Linked DNA regions of Pelodiscus sinensis: region 2 is linked to region 1. A link is a contact called in public Hi-C data. All regions are on one chromosome and are shown on one strand. The core of a region is the stretch at or near the end of the contact, and the rest is flanking DNA. Distances in the headings are between cores, read along the strand shown.

Evidence for each region. A called contact is a pair of places that touch in the nucleus more often than the background predicts.
Region 2: a Hi-C map of blood shows a contact between it and region 1, with 5 times the contacts expected there. The contact joins the promoter of UBE2K here to the promoter of PDS5A in region 1. A contact is called at or near these places in 3 of 5 Hi-C or Micro-C datasets (blood, liver and an unstated tissue).

What each region holds. Positions count from the first base shown.
Region 1 is chr5:92,598,787-92,605,437 of ASM4963464v1, reverse strand. PDS5A (PDS5 cohesin associated factor A) reads right to left here and starts at 3,119. Exons shown (of 34, transcript XM_025187940.2): 1 at 2,665-3,119; 2 at 1,739-1,909. The coding sequence starts at 2,691.
Region 2 is chr5:92,844,251-92,851,002 of ASM4963464v1, reverse strand. It overlaps UBE2K (ubiquitin conjugating enzyme E2 K), which reads left to right and starts at 3,485. Exons shown (of 6, transcript XM_075930554.1): 1 at 3,485-4,204. The coding sequence starts at 4,033.

The DNA of each region.
Region 1 (6,651 bases), core at 1,870-4,369:
AGTCAAAAACTATGTGGACAGGCCCAAACACAAAGTCATACTCTAATCTTTCCAAAGAGAATCATGGCATCTTTAATTTACACATGGATAGCCACCAGAGACTGACAGAGCCCTCAGCTTCAAGGGACACAGTCTGGTTAATTTATGCCTAAATTGTAATGATGTGTTTTTTTTAAGAACTCCACTGGAAGCAGATTTATGTTTGTTTTTAAAATATCATGCTTTCTTACAGGAGAGGGAAAGGGAGGAGAAAGACATCTTCCATCTACTACTGTCCAGAAAAATATGCCATATCTCATCAGACACAGATGTGGCCACAGTGATCTATGCATTCATGACTTCAAAGCTTGATCCTACAAATTATCTAGGAATGCACACCCTTGAAAAATATAGTCGAACATAAACACTTTACTCATGTTTTCCACACACTATGCTAGCTCACCCATTCTCTACAAATTCCAGTTCATGATCTCTGTCCTAACATTCAAAGTCCTTTGGAGATGTTAGCCAAACTCAACCTTGAGACATTTCCTCTATAATCATGACCCTCCACAATTATGTTCCACTGGAACAATAGAAAAAAAAACTTTTTATGAGCCTCATGAATGCAAGCAACAGAGCTTTCACAAGACTGGAACTAAATTATGGAACTCACGTATGCAAGAGAACTGCAGGCTTGCCACTTCCAGAATTAAAATACAAAACTTATTTCTTAAATACATTTTTAATATATACAAAAAACATTTTTTCATATCAACTATAAAACTAATCAAGTTACTACTTCTACAGAATTAAAGAATAATTTATTAGTTCTATTTTTCAATACTGTCAGACACAGTTACTACAGTGATGGGAGCCATAAAAATCAGATTAGACAAAACCCTCCTAGTACTACACAGTATACAATATATCCTAAACATGGACCCAAATCCTAGCTTAAGACTTGAATACAAAGACCACAATGCTATCAATAGAGTAACACTGATATTTCATTAATACCTGATTTTATTCTCTATTTTCAGCATACATTCAATATACCATGGCATAAAAGTTAACAAGGTAAATCTGTACGTTCTGCACTGAAAAAAATGGTTTAAAGCCATCTGTAAACCCCTGAGTCCACAAAAACAAAAACAAAAAAAGGAAGAAAAAAAAAAAACATGTTTGTGACAATCCCTCTTCCTTATGAAAAAGTAACAACTTTGTGACTTTATCTACACTATGGTCTTATCTATGCATGGAATTATTCCAGAACAGCTATTTCATTCTAAATCCACATGCTACCTTAATCTGAATTAGCTCTAAGAGTAAATAAGCCCTAAATAGCTTGAACACAAAATGCTGCAATTTTTACGCAATTTAAGCAGCAGGCTGCACAAAAATATTCCAAAGTTTAGTTGTGCAACTCTGGAAATGCAGTTCTATGTTTATAACATGTGCTTTAAATTAATGAGAAATAACTTCATAATCAATAATGGCCAGTTTTCTATAATCAACTCCCACAATGGCAGTGCCATGGACTATGGCATCTTTTTCAAAACCCTGGAACTTTCAATAACTGTTACATTTAAAAACAAATTTTTGCTTCCTGTAATCCATATACCCATTTCCACCACTCACCCCTTATGGGTAGTTTATTTCATGTCAAATTAAAATATTCTAGAACACACAAATTAGAACATTGATTATTCAACAGTTCATTTTAGATTAATAAGAGGTGAGGGGAAGAGGCACTTACCTTCAACCGTTTGACCACCTCATCGTTGGTAATTTTGTCTGTGATCTCCTTTACTCCGGGAGGATAGTAGATGATCTTACCATCGGCAGAAGGTTTTGGCTGGGTAGTAGGAAAGTCCATCCTTATGCCGCCAGTTATAAACTTTCCTTCTCCACAGTCCTCTACCGGCCTCTATCGGTCAGAAAACAAAAGTTCAGCGGAACAGAGACTACTTTCAGCCCTCTTTTTCCATTTCTAAACCTCAATTCACAGAAGGCCCCACTTAATATCAAGAGGGCAAACATCCTGCACCCCCACCCCTTGAGCAGGGCTTCGGAAGCCCCTCACTAAGCCACCTCTCATCCCAAAACTTCTACCTCTCCACCCTCCTCTGGTGTCTCCTTTCAGTGTGAGGTTCCTCCAGCCCAACATTATTAGTTTGCAGTCTCAGATTTTACAATGAAATTTTAACCCAAACCAAAGGATGCCTCGAGTTTAAAGCCCATTATAGCCTGAGCGGGGTCGGTGAGGACAAAATCCTGGTCCCAGCGGGTCTTTGAGGCCGTCACAGAAGCCTCAGAGCTGGGAGACGAGGCCTAAGCAGTTAGGCCTCAAAACTATCAGGAGGCAGAGACCAGCCGGAGGAGAGGAGGTGGCTAGGATCCCAAACAAAACCTCGCTGCCGCCGGCCGGCCCCGCGCAGCCATGCACTGAGCCCCCTACCTGACCCTTGCCCCCCCCGAGAGGAAAGCAGCCCCCCTCGAGAGGGGACCAGGCCAGTCTCCACTTTACATTTGTTCTTTCAACTTCAGGTACCCTCGGCGCCAGCCCCTCATCTCGCCCCGGAGCCCCTCACCCAACTAGCTCTGCGAAGCCTACAAAGAGCCCCCCCAGCACTGCCGCGGGGAGGGGAGGAGGAGGAAAGCGGGACCCGGAGCCGCCTTTACCTCATGCAGCTCCGGAAGGTGCAGCATTGAGTAGCCTCCGTGCCGGGTGGGTGTTGTTGCTGCTACTCCGCCACTGCCGGCCGGCCGGCGCCCTAGCTGCTCCTGCTGCCTCCTTGCTCCGCGGTGCGGCGGCAGCTGCCCAGGAGAGGTGGGGGGGAGGCTGCTCGGCGGCGGCAGGAGCGGGGGTGAGAGGGGGCGGCTCAGGCGGAGCGTGCGCCGCGCCGCGGGGACACAGTGCCGCTCTCCGTCCGGCCGGGGAAGAACAGCCCAGGAGGAGGCTCCACACTACTCTTCCCCCCCTCCCCACCCCGGGGCTTGGCCCAGCGCCGCCCAGCCGGGATCCCCCTGCCCCACCCTAGCAGCAGAACCCGCTCCCAGCTCGTCTCCCTCGCGCCTTGTGCCCTGCTCAGGCAGGGCGGCAGCGGGGTAGGCGGTACCGGGCACGGCCGCGGCAGCGCCGCCTCTCGCTTGGCGCCAAAATCAGCAGCAGCTCCGAGCCGGCTGATCCCGCCGGGCAGGGAAGGGGGGAGGCGAGTGGGCAAGCTGGGACTGGCAGCTTGAGCAGGGTCGGCCTGTCAGGGCCACAGGCACAGCCGCCCCCCAACTCTCGAGGGTAGCGACGAGATGTGGCATGGGATCCTGCCTGTGCCTCCCGCCTCGCCAGCTGGCCGGGCTGCGCTTAAACGACTCTGATAGGCGGGCGAGAATCCCTGCTCGGCCACTGCCCTCTCCAGCAAGGCTATGCTGCCTCCGGGGCCAGTTTCAAAGTAACAGGGCGGCGGGTCACTGCAGGGCGAGCTAGGAGCAAGAGGAAATCCGCGGGAATCCTGCCGGGGCGGAGCGGACCCCGAACCCTTTGCCTTTTAGCTCGGTTGTGAGCTCTGGGGCAGGACGCTCACTGTCAGCTTGGCCTGTGCGCAGGTGCTACCTCACTTGCTGGCCTGGGCCCAGCGCCTTCCCGCGATTCCAGCTCTCTCGCTCCCAAGCTTCTAGTTACTGTGCTAGTTAGTAACTTCCCCAGTATGAGTTAATCCCTTGCGTGTCACACGTTTGTTCTCCATACAAGCTGGCCCAGAAAGAAGTGCACCCTAGTGAAAGCACCTCAGCGAAAGACTCCAAATGATTTTGCTGAACAGCATTTTCCTTTTGGTCTCAACTAACTTTTGAACACTCATGTTTGCCTTCTACTTGACTTTACTTGCAGCTGTTAAGTTCTGATTGGTGCAAGGAGTTTTCCCATATTTGATCTATTTCCAGTAGCACCCATGGCTAATCAGATAAGTAGCCAGAACCTTGTCCAACTAACTTCCAAGCTTTAGACAGGCAAAGTAACAGAGATTGGGTAGGAGAAGGGAAGCAATATCTACAGTTTTAAAATATAGCATATAAGTTGTAGTCAACTTATTTGTCAAACATGACATTGTCAGCTAGAAAGTCTTAGCTCTCATCACAGATACAGGGCTTCAGGAGCAATACAGAGAGAATGAGGGCTTGTGAATGAGCTCAAGAAAAGTTATAGCTGTTTAATAGTCTTTCATCTATTGTTTCCTAGAAATTGAACACATTTTGGTTAGGTCTGTAACAATAGGATATGTCTTTGTCAAATTAAAAACTGCTAATGTGCTGAACACGTCTAAACTATTCCACTTCTCGGACTGTTCCCCTTTCATGCAAAAGTTCTTGACACTGTTGAAAACTTATTATTGAGAAGCAGTCAACCCTGCAATCTAGGGCCATGCCCATGGAATGAAGGTTTTTTTTTAATTCAGTGTCCTTACATGAGGGGATGAGACAAGCACAACCAAATGGAGGCTGGAGATTCTCTGTTTAGTACACAGCAGAGAAGCAGGTCTATGCAAGAATGGACTGCTCTGTGCTAAAGATGTGAAAAAGTAACCGTGTACTGTGGGGAGCCAACTTAAAAGCCTGGTACCTGTGAGAAGGGAACTGTTCCCCTACCTCTTCTGCACCAGAGGTGGCAGGTGCATGTAACCACTGACCTTTTCATGTTATGCAGTGAATTAATTAAGCACATTTTAAAATCTCTACTCAAGGTGTCCAACAAGAGGTCTGAACAGATATTCCCAAAGCTAGAAACAGTAACTAGACTCCACCCAGACCCATTTGGATCAGAAGCACCCAGACTGCCACTACTGGGTCTAGTTGTAACATATTGGTAACTACACAGTGAGCTACAAGACCAGGTTATAAAAACGTCATCCCAAAGAAACCAGTAGAATGTACTTCAATTGTTTTTACCCAAAGCAAACTTAAGAGGCACCATTAGAAATATACTACAGCTAATACTGCTGGACATACTATTGGAACATTTCAGTACTAGCAGTCACATTTCACTAACAATAACAGGATACAAAAATATGGTCACAATTATTTTTTTTTGAATTGATATGGACATGAATGAATTGTGGGGTTTTTTTTTAAATGTTTAGAGTTCTTAATTTCCATTCCTGCTCCTTATACATTGCTCCCCAAATTAGACGGACAAATAAGGTGCTTATCCATTTAATTATTTTTAATATATTTGAATCAAAATTATAAGTTAAAAACAAACTGGAATACCTATCTATAGATAGGAAAACAAAATATGATGTACATGTACAAAAACTGTGTGAATCATTTAGGATGGTAAGTAAATGAGGATGTAGGTCAGCATGTGCTTACACAAGAAAGTTACAATGCTCATTGGTGCACTTTTTTATACCCAACATACAAAAGAGTAATCTGGCATATTTACGGAGGCAGAGTAAAATAGTTTGGGTGTCATGGTAGGGAAGTGCAACCTTAACTCTGAATTTCTTGGGTTTCTAATGTTTGGTGTTTTTCTTTAAAAGAAAAAAGTCTCTTACTGATCTTCAGAAGCAGTTTATCACTGAACCCACTGCTATTTGTCCACAATTTCACTTTATCTTATTTGTGTGAGAGAACAATGTTGCACTCCACTTTTTTGGTATTAGATTCATTCTATGGTTATAACTTTTTCCAGTAACTCCATCTAAAGAAACCAAGAAATATTGATTTGACAGATCATGAGATAGAAGGGTAAAAAATTAGGCCCAAGTCCTTACCAATTAGTTTGGTCTAAATTAGGAGTAAACAAAATGCAGAGTATACAAGATAAGGCTAGCTGTCCGTCTCTTTTGCTGAAGAACAAGATGGAGCATTGCTTGCTGGAACATATATAGCCTCTAAAAGCATGCATATATATTGGAATATATCTGTCAGCGTACGAGTCTTTTTGTTCATGAACTCCTCCTAAATGGTAAGAGCTAAGGCCACCAAATTTAGTATACAGCTTCCTCATCTTCTAACTTAAAATAAGAACAGAGTTTGGTTGTGCCAGAACAATCGGAGCCCCGGGAAAAGGACAGTTTTCCATAAGGTGCAAAGGGAGGGGCTGCTGTTGTGAGGAACAAAGTCCATAGGGCAGGAGTCGGCAACCTATGGCTTGTGAGCCAGATATGGCTCTTCTGCAGCCCCAACTCAGCCCCTGCTCCCTTGCTCTACCTGAAGCATGGAGTCAGTGCTGATGCTACAGCCTTATGGTCCCTGCAAGACTAGAACACCAGTGTGGGGGACAGAGCGCCCAGGCTCCCCAGCAGATGCAGCATGCAGGGAACAAACAGCTAACCATGGCTTGGTGTGACACTTTTCCTTCCCCCCAGCGTGGGGGAAACCAGTAACCAAAGATGGCTCCCTGTGTACTGCTAATTTGTTCCCTTGGGACATGCTTCCTGCAGTGTTCCCTGCAACCCTTCCCGGAGGCTTTCTGCTGGCAAAAGGGAGCAGCGGGTGGCATGTTACACAGTGCTTGCCGCATGGTGCGAAAACAAGTAAGTGCCCCTCACACGCTCACTCCCAGAGCCAGCCACCTTCCCCCAGTCCAAACTCTCCTGCCCCCAGGCCAAAATCTCCTGCCCCCAGGCCAAAATCTCCCCTGCCTCCTGGCCAGACACCCACTGCCCCCTG
Region 2 (6,752 bases), core at 2,236-4,735, 250 kb before region 1:
ATACTACCAGAAGAGCTGTGAATTTATTCATTTCTTGGGAGACTTTAATGCCCATGTGAACAACACTTCTAAGAGTGTGATTACACCTTAGCTGGGTTATCCTCCAAATGTATCAATTTATGTTGATATTATCACAACGGTGTGGCCTACTTTTCTTTCATCAATATGGCCACTGCCTCAGCTCTTGCTCCAGCCCCTTTGCTGGCACATTATCTGGCTACACCATAGTTCACCTTTTCTGAGGTCTAGTTCCAAAGTACTATTGTCCACTGGGCAGGTATGTTGAGCCTTCACTTGATCTTTCCAGAGTCTTGTCGTAGAACGAGTAAACAAAATAAAGGTTTCTTTGGGGATACCAGCTCCCTTCAAAAATATGGGCTAAGAGCTCCCAAAGTCCCTCTTTCTTAGGGTTATTTAGGCAAAACAGGCACGTTTTCAGGACATGGTTGTTTTTGCAAAGGGAACTACAGCTGTGGTCACCAACCAGTTGATCACGACCAGTCGATCGCAAGGTGTTCTGGACCCTCCATTTTCCCCCACCCCCAAGAAGCCCCACTACCTACCTCGAGCAACAATGGAGGTAGTGGCAGCTTCCCACGGGGAGGACAGAAGTCCTAAAGCTGCGCATCACTTCCGAGCGTTCCAGAAATGCGCTAGCTGCTTCCTTGCCCCAGCTCCCTGGTGCTCCAGAAACTTACTGGGTAAGTCCCCAGAGGTGTGTGCTGGGACTTCCCTTCTCTGCGGGAGGGGGAGTCAGGCCCGGAGGAGGCGCGTAACGGAGGCTTCCCTTCTCCGTGTGTGTGGGGGTGTGTGTGTCGGCCCTGAGGGGTCGCATACGTGGGTTTCCCTGCTCTGCGGGGGGGGGGGTGTCCGGCGGAGGCACTCGATGGGGCATCCTTCCTCCGCCGGGGGGGGGGGGGGAGAGTGTCGGCCCTAGAGGGAGCACGCAACGGAGGCTTCCCTCTGAGGCTGGTGTAGGGGACTCCCTGTCCCCACTGGCACCCTGCCCCTGAACCCAGTTCCCTCTCCCCTGCCCCCGAACCTTGTCTCCTGCCACAGAACCTTGTCCCTGCCCTACCGCCCCCGTTCCTTCTCCCCTGCCTCCAGCCACAGAACTCTGTCCCTCCTGCCCCCCTGCTGCAGAAACCTGTCCTGCCTCTGCAGAAACCTGCCCCCCTGCAGAAATCAGTCCCCACTGGCACCTTGCCCCCTACTGCAGAAACCTGTCCCCCATTGCAGAAACCTTCCCCCGCTGGCACTCTGCTCCCTGCTGCAGAAACCCTCTGCCCTGAGCCCCTCACATACCCCAACCCAAATTCCTGCACCCTCACATCCACAAGCCAGTGGCTTGCTTAGTACCCCAACTCTGCCCAGCCTAGACCCCCCACCCCAAGCCAGTGTCCCCTTCTCCACCTCCTCCTGCATCCAGATTTCCTCCCAGAGCTTGCACCTCTCACCCCTTCCCGCACCCAAATCCCTCATTTCCACCCCAAAGCCTATACATCCTGTCTCAACCCGGTGGGGGTACAGCTGGACTGCAGGAGTTTTTCAGGATTCTGGAGATATCCCAGAAACACTCTTCTGCATCCAGGGATGCGTTTGTTAAGAACGTAAGAACAGCCGTACTGGGTCAGACCAAAGGTCCATCTAGCCCAGTATCCTATCTGCCGACTGTGGCCAGCACCAGGTGTCCCAGAGAGAGTGGACCGAAGACAAATCAAGCAATTTGTCTCCTGCCATCCCTCTCCAGCCTCTTACAAACAGAGGCCAAGGACACCATTTTATCCCCTGGCTAATAGCCTTTTATGGACCTAACCTCCATGAATTATCTAACTTCTCTTTAAACTCTATTATAGTCCTAGCCTTCACAGCCTCCTCTGGCAAGGAGTTCCACAGGTTGACTACACACTGTGTGAAGAAGAACTTTCTTTTATTATTTTAAACCTGCTCCCCATTAATTTCATTTGGTGTCCTCTAGTTCTTCTATTTAGGGAACTAATAAATAACTTTTCTTTATCGGCCCTCTCCACACCACTCATGATTTTATATACCTCTATCATATCCCCCCTCGGTCTCCTCTTTTCTAAACTGAAAAGTCCCAGTCTCTTTAACCTCTCCTCATATGGGACCCGTTCCAAACCCCTAATCATTTTAGTTGCCCTTTTCTGAACCCTTTCCAAGGCCAAAATATCTTTTTTGAGGTGAGGAGATCACATCTGTACACAGTATTCAAGATGTGGGCGTACCATAGTTTTATACAGGGGCAGTAAGATATTCTGGGTCTTATTTTCTAACCCTTTCCTAATAATTCCTAGAATCCTATTTGCCTTTCTGACTGCCGCTGCACACTGTGTAGAAATTTTCAGAGAACTGTCCACGATAACTCCAATATCTCTTTCCTGATTTGTCGTAGCCAAATTAGCCCCCATCATACTGTACATATAGTTGGGGTTATTTTTCCCGATGTGCATTACTTTACACTTATCCACATTAAATTTCATTTGCCGTTTTGTTGCCCAATCACTCAGTTTGGTGAGATCTTCTTGGAGTCCCTCACAGTCTGCTTCTGTCTTGACTATCCTAAACAGTTTGGTATGATCTGTAAACTTTACCACCTCACTGCTTTTACCCCTTTCTCCAGATCATTTATGAATTAGTTGAAAAGGATTGGTCCCAGGACTGATCGTTGGGGACACCACTAGTTACCCCTCTCCATCCTGAAAATTTATCATTTATTCCTACCCTTTGTTTCCTGTCTTTTAACCAGTTCTCAATCCAAGAAAGGACCTTCCCTCTTATCCCATGGCCATGTAATTTACACAAGAGCCTTTGGTGAGGGACCTTGTCAAAGGCTTTCTGAAAATCTAAGTATATATCTACTGGATCCCCCTTGTCCGCATGTTTGTTAACCCCTTCAAAGAACTCTAATAGATTAGTAAAACAGGATTTCCCTTTACAGAAAATATGTTGACTTTTGTCCAACAAATTATGTTCTTCTACATGCTTCACAAATTTATTCTTTACTATTGTTTCGACTAATTTCTTCTGCTTTTTTAGTGGAAGAGCACACATGATCTTTTGGTCACCCCTATATTCCTCTTTCCATGAGGAATAAAGGGCCTTTCAAAAGAAAGGGTTTTTCTGACATTTGGTCCAGTCTAGACAGGGCAAATGTTGGAAAACCCTCTTCCTACAGAAGAATTAAAACAAAACAAACAAACTAGCAGTATAAAGATTGGGGATAGCAAGGGATGGAGAGGAGGAGAATAGAGAGGGCGGGGCTTTAAGGAAGGGGCGGGGCGGTAGCTCTTGGCTTGGTGTGTAAAAAGGCTGGAGACTACTGAACTACAGGCTTCCCCCGCTCCCTGGAAAGGCCCACACATCAGTCCTACTCCTTCCAGCGAGCGGCCACCAGGGGTCAGGCATGTCCGCGAGCTCTGGTTGGAAGGAGCCCGTTAGCAGCCCGGCTCCCTGGCGCTCGCGCGCGCTGTTCGGAGGCTGAGGCGCTGAATGGCCCTTCCGCTTTCCTCGCTGCTGCAGCCTCTCGAGTTCTGCCGCCCCAACTCCAGCCGCCAGGGGAGAGCCCAGAGCCCGCCCGGCCCCGCTCCGCCGGGCTCTGAGGGAGGCGCGTTTCACCCGGCGCTTGTTAACCCGTCGCTTGCTGAGGCGAGCGCTGAGCGACACGTGCGTGTAACAACACGCCGACCGTGCGGATGACACAGCTGCTTCATCACAACCCAGCGGCCCTAGCTCTGCCCGGCTGGCGGGTGAGGGGTGTCACCGCAGGGACCTCGCGCTGTGCGTGTGCAGGAAAGCGGCTCCTCCCGTGACAGGCCGGGTGGCGGGTGTCGCTTACGGAGCGGCGGCGCAGCAGGGCGTTACCCGTCCCGCCGAGCCAGTGGGACAGTCCCGCGCAGCCCCTTCCCCCCAGCGCGGACCCGCCAGCTCAGGGGCCGCTCTGCTCCCTGCATCGGCTGCCCACACACACACCGTGCTGGCCCCGCCTGAGAGGCGCCGGGGGCCGCACCGCGCATGCTCGACGCGGGCGCCATTTTGGTGGGGCCGGGAATTATCCAGCGGGAGCGGCGGAGCTCGCTGGGCCCGGCTCGGAGGCAGCGGCGTGTGGCTGCCGGCTGCAGAGATGGCCAACATCGCGGTGCAGAGGATCAAGCGGGAGTTCAAGGAGGTGCTGAAGAGCGAGGAGGTCAGAGACTCCCCCCGGCCCTGGCGGTGTGCGGGGCGCCCGACAGTCCCTCCTTCTCCTCCCGCGGCTGGGGGAGGGTCTGTCCCAGCCTCTCGGCTGAGGGGGAGGGTAACGGCGGCTCCTGAGGATGAGGGACCCAGCAGCGGGGACGGGGAGCCTGGGCCCGCTCCGGCAGCGGATGATTCTCGGCGCGGGGGCAGGCCTGCAAGGGGTAGGAAGTGTGGCCGGGCAGCGAGCGAGATGCCTGGACAAGGCCGGGAAACCCCCGGGAAAAGCGCCGCCTCCACCACCCAGTCTGGTTTGGTCGGCCCAAAAAGAAGGCTCAGGGGAGCCTAATAACGGGGCGGGCCGCGCGCGTGTGTGGGGAGGTGTCGTCTCCGGGGTCCCCTGCCCACGGATACAGCGGGAGATTCCTCTATTTTACGGCTGGGGCACTGGGGAGAGGCTTTCCCATGCGACCTAAATGGAGATGGGGCAAAGACAGGATGGGTAAGAACACACGTCCCATTTCATCCAGCTCCCTCGTTAGCCTGTGGCTTATACTGCAGAGTGATACATTGTGTGTGTGGTTTTTTTTTAAATAAAAGCCCATTTAACTAGATTTCCTTAATCCAAGGCTTCCTTTTACCCCCAACATAGGTTATGTCACCTTGGTGTGCATATCTTTAACCCTCTCTCCACCTGACATCCCGGTGCCCTATTAATCATTCTTGATACATTCCCTGTAAGGGATGTACAGTAATTAAGGAAAGGAGGAAGTGATAAAGAACTTTAAGTGTATTTCCAGGGACTATAGAATAGCATTTACAGTGATTGTGTCAGAGTTATTTTCGCTGTCTGTAAATCTGTGTTGGTAAATGTCAGCGAGATAGGTTTTGATGTTTGTGTCATCACCATCATACTCATGAGGATGATGAGGCATGTTGTATGCTTGTGAAATATTAATGTGCAGTTTGACTCTGAAAACCGATGATTTTAGACACTGTACCAGTCAGCTAGATTCATAGTCAGAAAACCAAGATGCTACTAACTTCCTGAGGATTTGTGTTGCTTACAGAAAACATGTTTAGAATTGGTCTAGTTGATGTCCTTCTGAATATAATGTGCTAACGGCATTATTGTTACACAGCTCAAAATAAACTATTCTCCACAAAATCTTAGAGCTTAATTTCTACAGCTATTATGCATGTGATGCTCAAGTTGATTTCAATGTGAGTTCCAGTGTGTAATGATTACAGAACCCAAATACTAAATTAGAACAGATCCTGAATGGTCAGCTGTGTATTTATATGCTAAAATTAGAATATCCCAAAGTGTTTACTTTCTCTGAACAATACATCTTAAAGTTGACTGCTTAGACCTTTATATAAGAGAGCACTCCAAATTTCCCCCTTGTGTTATTTAGAAAGAGAAACCTTGCCATATGCATCAGTGATATAAACATGGTTAGATCTTTTAATTTTCTTAAGACAAGTTTGGGACTCAGGGAGCAATTTTGTTTTAAATTCCTGTTTAATATATGTGCCGGAGATTTTGATTACATTGAAGATAAAAAAGAAATTACTTTGTTTGGGTGAACTGAATTTGTGAATTTTGAGACAACCCTTACTCTTGGCAGGATTCCTGCATCTTGTAAATTAAATATTAAAGAGCATTATCCCCCCATCCCCTCCCAGGATTCAGCTATTTCTATCAGTACATATATAATTACTGTTTATATTACAGGCTTTCATGGGTATTCGGAATACATACTTCTTTGATGTAATTGTGGATGTTTATTACAATGACACACTGATTCTAGATACATGTATTGGGAATACCTTGACTTGATTTTTTTCAAAGTCCGATTAAACTTTTTTCCAGCGGTAGTGTGAAAACATTCAGTATGAGATGTACAGAGGTATGACTAGATATTTTTGTACTTTGGCAATCTGAATTCACAACTTTATCAAGAAAAATTGATTGTCACAAATTATATAGCTAAAATGTGTTTTAATTTAAAATTTGTCTTGCATCAAGGAAAAGTTGCTGATCTTATCTACTCTTAAACATTCTTGGAGTGATGTCTCAAGCCATAGCTGAACATAAAAGCTGGCAATCTGTTTCCCTGCAAATGCCACCAAATGGCATTTGCTACCATATTGCATTTTGGAGAGAGAACGTACAGAGTTTGCCATTTACATTCTTCCAAAAGTGCATTCTGGACTTAGCTAAGTGGGAACCAGCCAAATGCAGTTTTAGAAGAGGATGGAAGAGGGGCAGATCAACAACTTCTGCAATTCAGAGATTTTTACAGATGCAGGCCAATATTCAAACTTTTGAAACTTAGGTGAATGAAAGATTTTTAAAATGTGTATTTCCTAGCCATAGTTTTCATATCTAATGCTCTGTGTTTTTGTCTAGAAATGCCACTTTGGGTGTATCTTTTAATAACTATTTTTCCAGGCTTGGCTTCAAGTTTATGGGCCAAGGAATTTTTTTAAATTTATTTTGTGTTCTATTGCTTGTCTTATATGAGTAGTTGAAATGCTTTTTAAAAACCTATTTT